Linked DNA regions of Macaca mulatta: region 1 is linked to region 2. The links are chromatin contacts, called in public Hi-C maps. All regions are on one chromosome and are shown on one strand. Each heading gives the region's core, a stretch centred on a gene start, on an enhancer-like site or on the middle of the called end of the contact. The rest is flanking DNA. Distances are from core to core; before and after follow the strand shown.

The links. Hi-C and Micro-C count contacts between places; a contact is called where the count stands out from the background.
Region 1: a contact with region 2 is called in a Hi-C map of fetal cortex germinal zone, with 4 times the contacts expected there. The contact joins the promoter of TCF4 here to the enhancer-like site in region 2. A contact is called at or near these places in 2 of 14 Hi-C or Micro-C datasets (fetal cortex germinal zone and fetal cortical plate).

The regions. Positions count from the first base shown.
Region 1 is chr18:25,399,887-25,406,345 of T2T-MMU8v2.0, reverse strand. It overlaps TCF4 (transcription factor 4), which reads right to left and starts at 4,003. Exons shown (of 20, transcript XM_077975076.1): 1 at 3,483-4,003; 2 at 1,200-1,291. The coding sequence starts at 1,271.
Region 2 is chr18:25,119,291-25,125,706 of T2T-MMU8v2.0, reverse strand. No RefSeq gene overlaps it. Among named protein-coding and RNA genes, the nearest start is that of TCF4, 280 kb to the left of the region's middle. Within about 2 kb of position 1,501, at least 8 of the 40 cell types and tissues checked have an H3K27ac peak or open chromatin away from gene starts, as enhancers often do. A contact at or near this core is called in fetal cortex germinal zone, where this site is marked.

The DNA.
Region 1 (6,459 bases), core at 2,754-5,253, 280 kb before region 2:
CCACCTGCACTAAATTCTCATTTCGTCTCTAACAGGAGAGCAATTGGAAGCAAAACTCTCTCTCTCTCTCACTCTCACTCTCTCTTTCACTCCCTCTCTCTCCAGCATTTATTTCGACCCTAATTGGTTTCCCTCTTCTTCGACGTATCTAGTGGATAATGCACACCTTCCCTGAGTCAGAGCCTGCAAAAAGCAAAGGAACGAATGGAGAAAGTGCAACAAGCAGAAAGGGGGCTGCAAAGCTGCCTGCCTAGGGCTACGTCTCCTGGCAAAACTTCCGAAAGCCATTTCTCCAAAAGAAGGTCTAGAAGAGGAGGAGGAGGAGGAGAAGGAGGAGGAGGAGGAGCAGCAGCAGCAGCAGCAGCAGCAGCAGCAGCAGCAGCAGGAAAGAGCCCCACTTGGAAGGCGGTTTGGATTTTATTTGTGTGTTTTGTGGATTCTTTTTATTTTGCTTTACAAATGCATCTTACACCAAACTCATCTGGCATTAAAAATGAATTCATTCTCCTGACATGTCTGGGACTTGGTTTAGGAAAGGGAAGCAGAGGGATGGAGAAGGACCAAGTACAGCCGTAAAACTCCACAAGTGTGTTAAGTTCCGCTTTGTGCTGATGCCACGACTACGAAATTTACCAAAACAGTCCAAAAGGTTCTAAAGAACGTATGCTCAGCATATCCACACTAGTTTTAAGAATTCTAGGAAAAGATGTAACTAGGAGGTAAGATGTAACTAACAGGTCCTACTAATCCAAAGCATCATCAGCTTAAAACTTTAAAGAGACAACTGGGTCTCCTATTTTCTATTTGCCATTTCCAAAAACAATAAATAAAAGGAAGAATAGTGTGCAAAGTATAAGCAGTCTCAATGTTCAGACATGGCCAACTTTTAGGGGTGGTTTACAGTTTTAGGGGTGTCTATTTTTGCTTTCCACTGGGGTGAGATTCCATTATTTGGGGTAATCAGTGGGTCGGGAATTGAAGGCCGGTAATAAAACTCAAAAAAACAAAAAGCCTGAATCTTCCATCACACCCCAAATTATAGTTAAAAACTTGTCAAAAAGACCTTCATATTTACCAAGGATTCAGCCAATTAAAAATTATTACTGTCCTTTGGATTCCTACTGGTTTCTAGCTGAAGTGTTTGGGTTTTTGTTTTGTTTTTTTCACAGCTGTTGTTAGTTTCCACCGTTCTTTCTTACCGCACTGAAATCCAGTAAATCACTCAGCTCTTTGTCCGTCCCTAAGGCAGCCATTCGCTGTTGGTGATGCATTTTAGCAAAATCACACAAACCTAGAAACATGGAAATAACCGCAATCAGAAAATCCAGTCCCAATCCTTGGAGAAAACACAATCGGATTTTTGGAGACTGGGGGGTTGGGGGTAGGGACGTGGGGGCGGGTGGGATTAAGGTGGAAAGGAGGAAGGGATGGGAGACTTGTTGTTGGGTTGGGTTTGGTTTTGTTTTTTTAAGATGGAATAGGCAGCAATAGCAAAAAAAAAAAAAAAAAAAAAAAAAGCGATATTGTATTTCCAAAGAGACGATCAAACTGGTAACATCCACTGTAAAACCAAATCCGGGAAAGAGAAAAAAAAAAAAAAAAAAAAGCCGCTCTTCAGCGCATCATTTTATGCAACAGGAGGTAGAGCGAGAAATGAATGGATCACAGAGAAAAGAGAAACTACTGAGAACGATCCGGTCTCAACTTTCCCCCCACCCTGCACCCCACCCCCCTCGCACACTCACACTCGCACACGCACACGCACACACACTCGCACACACCACTCCCCTCCGCTTTTCAAAGTAGCTATCAAGAAATTAAAGATGAGCGTCTCTGGAGTGAAAACACGTCCAAAGGGGGAGGGGTGGGGTGACAGGGTTGGGGGGAGTGGAGTGGAGGGTCGGGTCCTGTAATTGTCCAGCACCCTAATTTGTGAAAGAAAGGGGTTATAAAAATTAAAGTCAGGCCCCTGGCAAAGTCCTCGGTCCCTCCGAGGGGGCATCGCGGGGAGGGGCGGGGGGGCTGGCGGCGAGGGGGAGGGAAGCGGCGGGAGGGGAAGGGGTGTCTCTTCTGGGAGCGCCGGGCGCCGGGAGCCCGCGGCGCGGGAGGCGCGGAGCCGCGTGCGGGGCCGCCGAGCCCGAGCCCCGCGCCGCCGGGCGCCTCCGCCCCGCCGAGCCCCGCCGGCGCCGGTACCTACCGCCCGCGCGCGAGAAGGGGCTCTCCGTGCACCGCCGGCGCCGAGGCGGCGTTCATGTCTAACCGCCGCCGCCACCGCCGCCGCCTGCTCCTGCGCCCGCTCCCGCGCCTGCTGCCTCCCCGCCGCCGCCGCCGCCGCCGCCGCCACTACAGATCCGCAGACACACAGCCAAGATCCCTGACTCTTAACACCAACTCTCTTCTCCGGGGAGGGGAGGGGACGGAGGGAAGGGGGGAGGGGGAAACACGCCGAGGCGCACGGAATTGCAAGTTCAGCAAAGAAATGGGTGGGGGGGCTCCGGCGGGGAGACGCGACTTGCTCCGGGTCGGGCAGGCTAGGATGCATCCCCCTCGCACCCACCCCAAGGGAAAAAAAAAAAAAAATCTCAACACCTCCCCCGCCTCGCCAAAAAATACAAACGAAAATTCATCGAGCACCTCATTTTTCCTCAGATCGTCAGTTACAATCTGAAGCCTGAACAGTTCAGTTTTTGCCCGTTGCATCCCTCGGAGGCACTTTGAAATTTATTCGAGTTTACATCCCTTCACTTCTTTCTTTCTCTTACTCTCGTTCCCTCTCACTCACACATCCACACACGGCAAAGCAAGTTTATACTAGGCTGCAAATACACGTGATGCAAAAAGACTTTGCCAAGAGGAACAATATTTTTCTTTTTCGTCTATAAATCAAGCCACATTTTCCTGGGGAGATTTTCGTTTCGGTAGTTTTGCGTTGGGGGCGAAATCTGAATTGCACACTTTCTTTCCCCTCCCTTTTAAGTCACAGAATAGTATAACTGCAAACTTCGGGGGAAAAAAAAAAAAAGGACAATTTTTGGGGGTGGATGTTGTTTTGTTTTTGCACTTGAGTTCCTAGGCACGCTAAGTCCCTGTTCGCCAACACTGTAAGTTTTTAATTCAACATTTACCATTATAGGCCCTTCATGCTCTTAAAACATACTTTTTCACATCACTTTTTAGGATAAAATTTAAGCTTCATAATTCTATCGTTTTGTAATAACAAGCGTGCTTTATCCGGTATATGCAACATACGCTATTTTAACGTGTGTTTGGAAAAAAAAAAAAAAAAAAAAAAAAAACACATTCTACAAACCCTGGTATTGCTAGATGTGCGAGTACATACACAAAATGCATGCACACACTTTTTCCCATTGGCAATTATTTAATAGGTTGTCCCTTTTGTTTTAATAAAACATCGGGATCGACATTTTAAAAATTAAATTCAATTACAAACAGTTTACTCTGACGGCAAATTGAAACGTTACCTTAAATGGCCACAAATATTCTCACAATATTCCAAGGAAAGAGACTTTAAAAAGATAGACAAAAATCTTCTGCAAGTACTTAGTATCTCACATGTGTATCCCCAAAAAGTATTTTAACTGGTACTCAGTCCTGCTCCAGGGATATCCACAGATTACAAGATTATGCACCTGGCTCTGGTTTTTGCATTTTCCACCATAAAACTGCAACAAAATTCCCTCCCCCAAAAAAGAAATCATTAAAAAAAAAATCCAACAACTTTTTCTTATTGTTTATAAAAAACAAAAATCAACACAGGATAGTTATAATTTTTCCTCAAACAAATCTTGTTGGTGATTTTTTTTCTTCTTCTCTCAAGTATTAAACTTGTTCCAAGTTTAGAGGTGTCTCATCATCATCATCCTCCTCCTCATCATCATCACCATGGACTCCCCCGTGGAGTCACATTGATAATAATAGGTTTCCCTGAAAGATACATTGTAATCCATTCACATCCGGGAACTGCGGGCTTATAAAGAGAAGGAGCTGCGGCCGCGGCTGCTCCTCCAGACAATGACTGGGAAGGGGCGGGGCGGGAGCGGGCGACCATAGAGTGGTAAACAGAGCTCCTAGAAAGGCGTCCAAGATGGCGGTACGCGTCGACCACGCCTCCTCCAGGAGCGGAGGCGGGTGGCTGTCCTCGGGTGGGCGTCGCGCGTGGGGCGGCACTGCGGGAGTTCCCGAGGCCGAGGTCGTTCGCAGGCCCCATTTCCCTGCGCTCTTATTCGTGTTGCCGCTTCTTGGCCGTCCTTGCTCTTTAACACAAAAGTGTAGTTTCGGCATAAATCTACAAATTAAACTCCACAGACTTCTGCAGGGAAGTGAGATCCCCCCAGGTCTCCCTGAGGAAGGCTCGGGAAGGACTGGGCCGACCTTCCTCACAGCAAGCCCTACCCCGGATTCTCTCACTTTGTGGAGCCGGATTTCTCAGGGAGCCTTGGGTGGTATGGGAAAAGGCCTCTGAGCCAAGTTGGTCCTAGGCTGAAAGAGGGATGAACTCCACCCTATCTTCTTACAGGTCCATGGAATTGTGAGGACTTTCTAAGTCCAGAAAGTCTTCACTTGGAGAAGACTTTCATCTGTTGCTTTGTAGACTCAAATGTAGTTTGTACCATTAGCCACGACTGGCTCAACTAACTGCTTGTGGCCAAGCAGTTACCTTCTCTAGCCAGTTTTCTGGTCTGTGAAAAGCACATAATGCCCACTTTATGAATTTTGTAGTGGATACCGATAAAGATGAAGCCACCGTGAAAGGAATAATTCCTTTCCATGGCTAATTCATTGCTAAATCAACTGAAACCTCTAACCTAGCCAGTGGAATTTTAAATGGAAATTTCCCTACTCCAGAAGAATAGCTTTTAGTCCTTGCAACAGAAAAGCAAGTAACAATAACGACAGGTAACACATATAATATGTTTACTATGTGCCAAACACTGTTCTTATAATTTCACAAATATTGGTTACTTTAAGCCTAAGAATAACCCTATGGAGTGTGTGTTACTACCCTATTTTGTATATTGGGCAACAGAAGCAAGTAAAATTGGGTTGCTTGACCCAGGGAAGAAGTTTTCTAAGTGGTACAAACTTGCCTAACTGTCACACAACTATATTGAGTGACAGAGCCCACCGTTGAAACCCGTCTGTGATCATAGTCCACATTCAACCATATTCCTATACCATCTGGCAGTGGGAACATCCTAATCTCCATTTTTCTGATAAAAGTTTGTGGCAATAACAGAGTTCAGATCGATTTCGGGGATCTTTTATTTACATGTAAGTTTTTACAGAACAAGAATAAAGGCATTTATTGGTTGTTTCCTGTACATTCATACATGGTGAAGATTCCTGTCTTCCATCCCCATTCTGTGTTCCCATCTTAGAATCATAGCTTACATTTAGACATTACTTTATGCTGCATTATCACAAGCATCATCCCCAGTTCTCAGAGTTAACCCCTACAGGCTCTGCTTAGATGATGTAATGAAAAGATCGCAAACGTTGTGTTAGGAGAAATATTCCACTGATTCTACCTCTAGTCATTCTGTGACCTAAGGCCCAATGTCAATGTCTTTTGCTGTAAAATCCAGAGATTAGATAATCCAATAAAACCCCTTCTAGCTTTTAGGTTTTTAAGATTCCTCATTCCGCTGAATTTCTTTTATTGTTTTGTTTTGTTTTGAGACAGAGTGTCGCTCTTGCTGTCCAGGCTGGAGTGCAATGGCGCAATCTTGGCTCATTGCAACCTCCGCCTCCCAGGTTCAAGCGATTCTCCTGCCTCAGCCTCCCAAGTATCTGGGATTACAGGCATGCGCCACCCCGCTCGGCTAATTTTGTATTTTTAGTAGAGACGGGATTTCTCCATGTTGGTCAGGCTGGTCTGGAACTGCTGACCTCAGGTGATCCACCCACCTCAGCCTCCCAAAGTGCTGGAATTACAGGTGTGAGCCACCGCACCCAGCCACATTCCGCTGAATTTCAAGGGCAATAAATAATCCATCCAGAAACCAGTGATAAGATGAAGTTTGGGATCTAAAGGTATTCGATTGCTAGTCTAGTTGCTTGTTCATTTTTTGACCCTACAATCAGAAAATGATGGAACCACCCTTCATATTTTAAATTTCAGGGACAAATGGGGGTGTTTTGTCTTCTTTTTTTCTTTTTTATTGGTTTTGTTTTTGTTTCTCCTTAATTGTCAGAGAATAACTACTTACTCTGTCAGAGAATTGTCAGAGAATAAGTTATACTTAGAAGATTGGAGGCACCTAAGAAAAGGAGAACCAAGATGATCCTGTGAAACTTAAATAAAAAAGGAGGGGTAGTAGGTATGTTTTGGGGTGTCTCTTCAATTTGCAAACTCCCTTGTCTAGGAACCTGTTCATAAATCCTCATATAGAGGTTTGTCTTAGTCAATTCAGACTGGCCAAAATACCATAGACTGGA
Region 2 (6,416 bases), core at 252-2,751:
CTTGATCATACGACATTAAATTCCGCTTTTCCCTCTTAATGACTTTCTTAGGGGAAAAAAAAAAGCCACAATTAGAAAAGATAAAGAGAATAAAAGAAATGAGTCTATAAAAATCTGAATAAATGGGAATTTATACTTTATTTAATGTCAATCTGCTCCAATTTTTATGTTTGTTATCTGTACCCGCCTGCATACCTGGGATTGCATTGAATTGTTTTGGTATCGAAATATACTCTCTTGCCTTTGAAATTCATGCAGACCTTACTTGTCCTTCAAAAAGGAAAGCATCCTATTTTGGTTAATGGGCCTAAAAAAAAAACAACAACAACAAAAGTAAATTGTGATAGCAATTAGGCTCCTCAGTGAGCATGCTCAGTGGGTCTCTCCTGGTTGCTAGGCAACCGGCTGAAGGTGTGTGGCAAAAGAGGGCCCCAAATGTGAAAACATAAGCACCTTTGGCATAGGTTTCATCCAGTCTAGAAAGCCATGTGCATTTACTTACTTAATTATGGGATGCCCTTGGTGGGTTTCCTGGATTCCCTTTCCGCACTTGGGGGGAAAGGTGTGGGGGTGAGGAAGGGATACAGAGTGGAGGATCAAACAGGGTGGGTTCAAGAACCACAGCGAATCCTTCCAGAAACGGCATCGTGTGTGAATTGGGTTGCAGTTTTATAGTGTGTGTGTGACCATTTATTTTTCATTTTGGGAGTCGTAGTTAGCTCTTAACCACCAAGCTCCGGCGGCTCAGTATGTCACGGCACCGTTCTGATCCCACCCTGGATCAGCGTAACAGCGCACATCGGAAATTTAAGCTTCGCAGATAAATCCATTTTCACATACTCGAGTCGTATAACAGAAAATTTCCAGTTAAACCACATTGTTAAATTAAAGGTTGCAGCCCGTATTCAAAAGCCCATCCGCAAGCTCTGGGGTTCTGCTGAAGAAGCACGTACAGTAGTTCAGAGAACGATGCGGTGAAGTAAAAATGAGTCAACTTTTAGAAACCACACAAAACGCTTCGTCTTTGGTGAGTACAGTGCCATCTCCATCAGCACCTCTAAGTAGCAACCCCACCAAACACCTGGTTCGGTCCACAGCGACAGCTCACTGTCTCTCCAGTGGTAACAATTTAGAGGCAGGATGCTAAACAAGATATATACATGATGTCAAATATTGGCTGCACACATCTAAGCCAATCACTTCTAAATAAATTAACCATGGCACTGCCTAATACGATCCACCTGCTTTCTTCCTTGCGTTGTTCCAGACCCTACCTGAACCCCCCTTTGATTAAATGTCAAAAGCTTGCCTTGTGCCTGCAGATTTCACTGAAGGCGGATAACAGAAAGGTTCCTCCTGTGACTCCATAAAACTGAAATAAATTCCACTGGCATCTTGTAAATTTTTATTTTCTACAATGACTGCAGGCCCCATCTGCGGCCCAGCTGTTATTAGAACGGAAAGCGTTGGCCCTTCTGCATTACAAAACAGCATAGAACAGTAATTGCCAGTGGAAGAGATTAAGTGTAGACACTAAAAATGTTTACTCGCAATGAATATGCATAACGATGGGTAGGAAACAGCACTGGAAGATTAAAAAGAGAGAAGGGTTTGTTTACAAGGCTGGGAAAAAAAAAGAGTGGAATGTCAGTTGGCCCCGAGCCTGAAATAGGAACGAAAAACCTTTGGGCAAGGCATTAGGGAGAAAAACAGATGGTTTGTGAACCTTTTATTAGATAGAAAAATCATTAATCAAGCCCAGGCTGGAAATGGCAGGGTTTTTGGTAGTTCATATTTTAGTTTATTTTTTCTTAAAGTGACAGTATACTTTTATTATTTATTTATTTATTTTTTTGGGTCTTTTTGGGACAGTCATCTATGGATCATCTGTCAATAGGTACTGCGTTTGTATGACATTCCGCATTAAAGCCAGTTTCACTTTAAGGTAGTGTTAGTACTCATTTGTTCTCCTGAGGAAATTCCTCCAAAGGATTTCACATTTCAGCACCTGTTTTGCCCATATAGCAATTAAAAAAAAAATTGCAGCATGAAATTTTTTTTTTCCATTCATGTGCCATTCCTTTGCTTTGGGAACTTGGGGAAGAAAACGGAGAAAAGGAAACTTTTACATGTAAGGCTTTGCTCACTACCTTGATTCATAGCAGTTTAAGAAAAATAGGTAGTAACAATAATTACAAATTGATTCATCTCCTGAGAGGGAATCTATACCATTTCATTGGAAAGAGTCATCAAGAGGTTGGAAGAGTCCCATTTGAAACTACACTTCTTAAAAAATTAATCTGTGCCCTTTGGACTTGAAGACGTTGGACTTTACATTTTTGTTAATAATGGTAGTGAAAATCTCAGGGAAAGGCATATCCTAGAGACTAACAAAATCCTGGAATTAGTCGTGCAAAGCCCCTCATTTGCTATTAGCCAGTCATCAAACCCCAGGAAAGAATGACAGGGGCATTATTATTTAAATTAAATGCATGTAACACTTTCATGTCCACAGCGTGTATGTATACCTAAACATATACATTTACATGAACATAACTATACACACGTGTGTGTGACAGTATGTGTGTCTCTGTGTGTGTATGTGTGAGCTACTGACTTCAGGAGTGAGACAGCAGGGTGGAAGAATATTAGAATAAAATTGCCTACAGCCAGACTCAAGGTTAATCTTGACATGCAATCCTAAGGTTTTGCTGTGATTTGCCACGTGCTTGAAGCCGGTAACTCATTTCTACTTTGGGAAGCTACTCTCGATCTTAACTGTAAAATGTTCATTTTCCTGCTTACTTTATTTAGTATTGGGATGGAAAATTGACTTCACCTGGGTTGTCACTCCTGGAGCTAAGCATTGTTGATGTAGGACTTCCATGATTATGAAGTGGGGCAATTTCTTTTTAAGGAATTACAAAGTACTTGGAAAGAATCTCATTCATGTTTTTACTCTTTCAGTCAGAAATGTTTTTTAAATAACTTCATTCAATAGTAAATATCACCAATAATGCAAGTTATTCTTTGACAAAAAATGCTCCTAGATAATACATTGGTTTCCTTTCCTTATTTCCCATGACAGCAACTGTGGAAGTCAAGGCCAGAAATCACCCACTATGTCATCTGATATTCCTGATTGTTATACCTATCCTCAATGCGAAGGAAATGAGACCAGTTGAAACGTCCACATGAAAATAAGAAGAAGGAGAGAAGGTTTTCTAATTGCAGGTCTCTGTTCTGATCTCATTACCATCTCCCTCTGATCATCATTCTCCTGAAAATCTTAGCTTCATTCATACCCCTTCCTTTCCCCTAGTTTCCTTTATGAACTTATTTATCTTCATGCAATTCGCTTGCAGTTAATGTCATTGTTAAATAAAGAACGCCATAAAGGAATGAGATCAGCAGTGACCTTCTGCACAGTTTCCAAAGCCTCGCCAACCTACCTCTGTGTCCTGGTCTGACTTATGGCAGAAACAGAAGTTCAAAGACCTGGCTGATATGCTCCTTTAAAAACACTTCCACAACACAGTTAACATTTTCTGTTTTCTGACATTCTTTTTCTAAAGAGATGCTTAAAGCAAAAAAGGTTTCCTGCCACAAAAATGACATTAATATTTCGTAAATCAAGAACTAAGATAATGTTTTGGCTGCTACAGAGACATTTACCTTATGTCGTTTATCTCAATGCTTTTCGATTAAAACATGACACAATTTTTGGACTGTTTTTTACCGGAAAAAAACAATTCCAAGAACTTTCTTATTTCAGAGCCTAAAATTCTTTAGTATATTCCTCATCAGAATTCACTGTGGAGTATACAGCCTTTTAGCTCATTGAGAAAGTCTTCCCAAATAACAAGCCTTTTCCAAAGATCATCTGAGTGCACTAAATCAAATAATCAACTAAAAGTCAAGAAGAAACCTTCAAATGAAAACCATATAAGTATGTTTGTAAACTTTCAAGTAACTACAATGTCAACAACTGTATTCCCCAAGATACAATACTTTTCTATATTGACCTATTACAAAACTCGATTCATTCAAAGAACAGATTTTTTTTTGTTTTAAAAACAACAACAACAACAACAAAAAAGAACCCAAAACTTTAGAAATCAAAGAAGCCCTCTTGAGTGAGCATCTGCTGAAGGAGGTATTAAAATCACAAAAATGATTATGGATTTCAAACTTTTTTACAAATTTGAAAAATATGGGAGGAATAAGGTTTTAGCGGTGATGCTAATTTCCTAGTATTATATACAAATCTGTACAGTACTTTTTTCCCCACAAACTTGCTTATAATCAAACGTTTTATCTCTGACCCTATATTGTCTCATTTTATTTATGGTTAATACCTTTTTCTTTTTCTTTTAGAACTTTAAGGGTTCTACCAATTGATTTTGACTTTGGGAAGGAAAATACATTTATGAAGCAGCAATTTCAAAACATCGAGGGGAATAACAGTTACCAAAAGGTAGCATTAAGATTCTGCCATAAACAATTCCACAGCAAAGAGCAGACTAAAATTCAGGCCAAGCTGCTTCTCTGGAGAATCGTGAAGAACAATTTCTTTTCCGACTGTGTATACCACAGAAGAACGGCCCACATAGTTCCCAAGTCCTGGACTAATAACTCTGAAATGAGCTTCCATCAGCAGATGAGCCTCCTCAAAGGTTGCGAGAGGCTGATGCTGGCTGAGGCTGGAAGAACAGGGCAGGAGGACAGGTTCTCGAAGCGAATACACAATGGTCTGTGTAAGGAAGAGTAGCTAGGATTGCTAGCCTTGCATATATTATGGCACATCATTAATAACAATGATCAAAAGAAAGAGGATGTCTTAACAGCTGCATTAAATTATTATGGAAATTGGCATTTTAAAATGAATTTAGGGTGAGACAATAACAAAAAAGCAGCTACATATAGAACAGGTCACTTTATAAGGCCAGAGAGTAATTCTCAAAGGTAAAACACTTGTGATCAAACAGAGATTTTTTTTCTTTCATTTATTTTTCCTTGCATTTACAGAATTTGTAGAAAGATATTCCCCACCATACCACCTGATCAAAGGAAGCTGCTTTAACAGCACTGTGTTCTCTGGAAGATATGGGAAATATTTAATACAAATAAAAAGTACATATGTTTATAAGAACAAATGAAAGACTGCAACAGTCTATAATTCCAATTTAACCGTAATTAAATATTATAAACTCCAGTTTTGAAATGAAAGTTATTATCATAGACACAAAGGATTTTGAAACAATCTGACTTGGACATAAATATTTTGTATTAGTAAAAAACAAAGCACAGATTAGAAGCACACATTTTTTATTCTATCCTTAATGGTAAGAAGGGAAAAGATGAAAAGTAATCTGAGTTGTGTAGCATCGAAGTATTTGATTTTCAAGATGTTTTGTATGTATTCTCTTTCCCTTTTTAAATGTGGGTTTAAAAAGTCATGATTAAGTGATTTTACTGAAGTTACAAAATTGATGTTTTATAAATTATGAAAGTATCTGATGAAAAGGTAAAAAACCAGTCAATGATGGAGATGCTTGTATCTGTAAACCAGATATCTGAATGTTTTCTTTGCTGTATGAAACTCTTGGTCCCTGGTGTAGATATAACCTGGACTTCTTTATTCACTACTAAGAAGCTGTGAAAAGTCTCTTGCTCAAAACTTTACAATGGAGGACAAGGGCTTCATAACTGGTTACTAGTACAAACTCAAGAACAAAATCCTTCATGAAACTCTTTCAACTCATACCTTATGCAGAAAGAGCATTATAAAGATAAGTTCAGTTTTTCCTCTTAAAGTCAGGTATTTTGGGGTTTCTTTTGATCCTTGATACAGACTTAAAATGGACATCTGTATCCATGATGATGAAAGGGAAGTGATACTTTCAGTTTGGATAACCTTGATTTTGTGATTGTTTTGGGAGAAGTGCCTTATCTGGATCTATTTTGGCAACAGTTGTATCCACTTTGGAGGTACCTCTGTTGGATGACTTTGTTGCAAGCTATCTCCCAGTTTTTGCTATAGATGTCAGAAATGAGCCACTGGACAATTAAAGGGAAATCCTTCCTAGCAACATTGTTGAGAGCCAGCTGCCATCACAGTGTTTGTAACTTCTGGCTATCAAAGTACTATTTGTGGGACAGGAAAGGAGCCACTGGTACAAATGAACTTAAGAAACCATCCCTACACTGCCTCCTGTGTTCCCTGATTTTTGTAGTCCCTCAACTCCTGCACATTTTTAAACATATCAGACCTACGTAACTGCAATGAGCTCAATTATCCTGCATTTTTATGGGTTTGTAAGTTTTATTTTGCAAGTGTGCCTGAGCAGAGTTTTAATAAACATTTCACTCTTCATCAGTATTTTCTAGTCTTGGTAACATAATAAAAACTATCG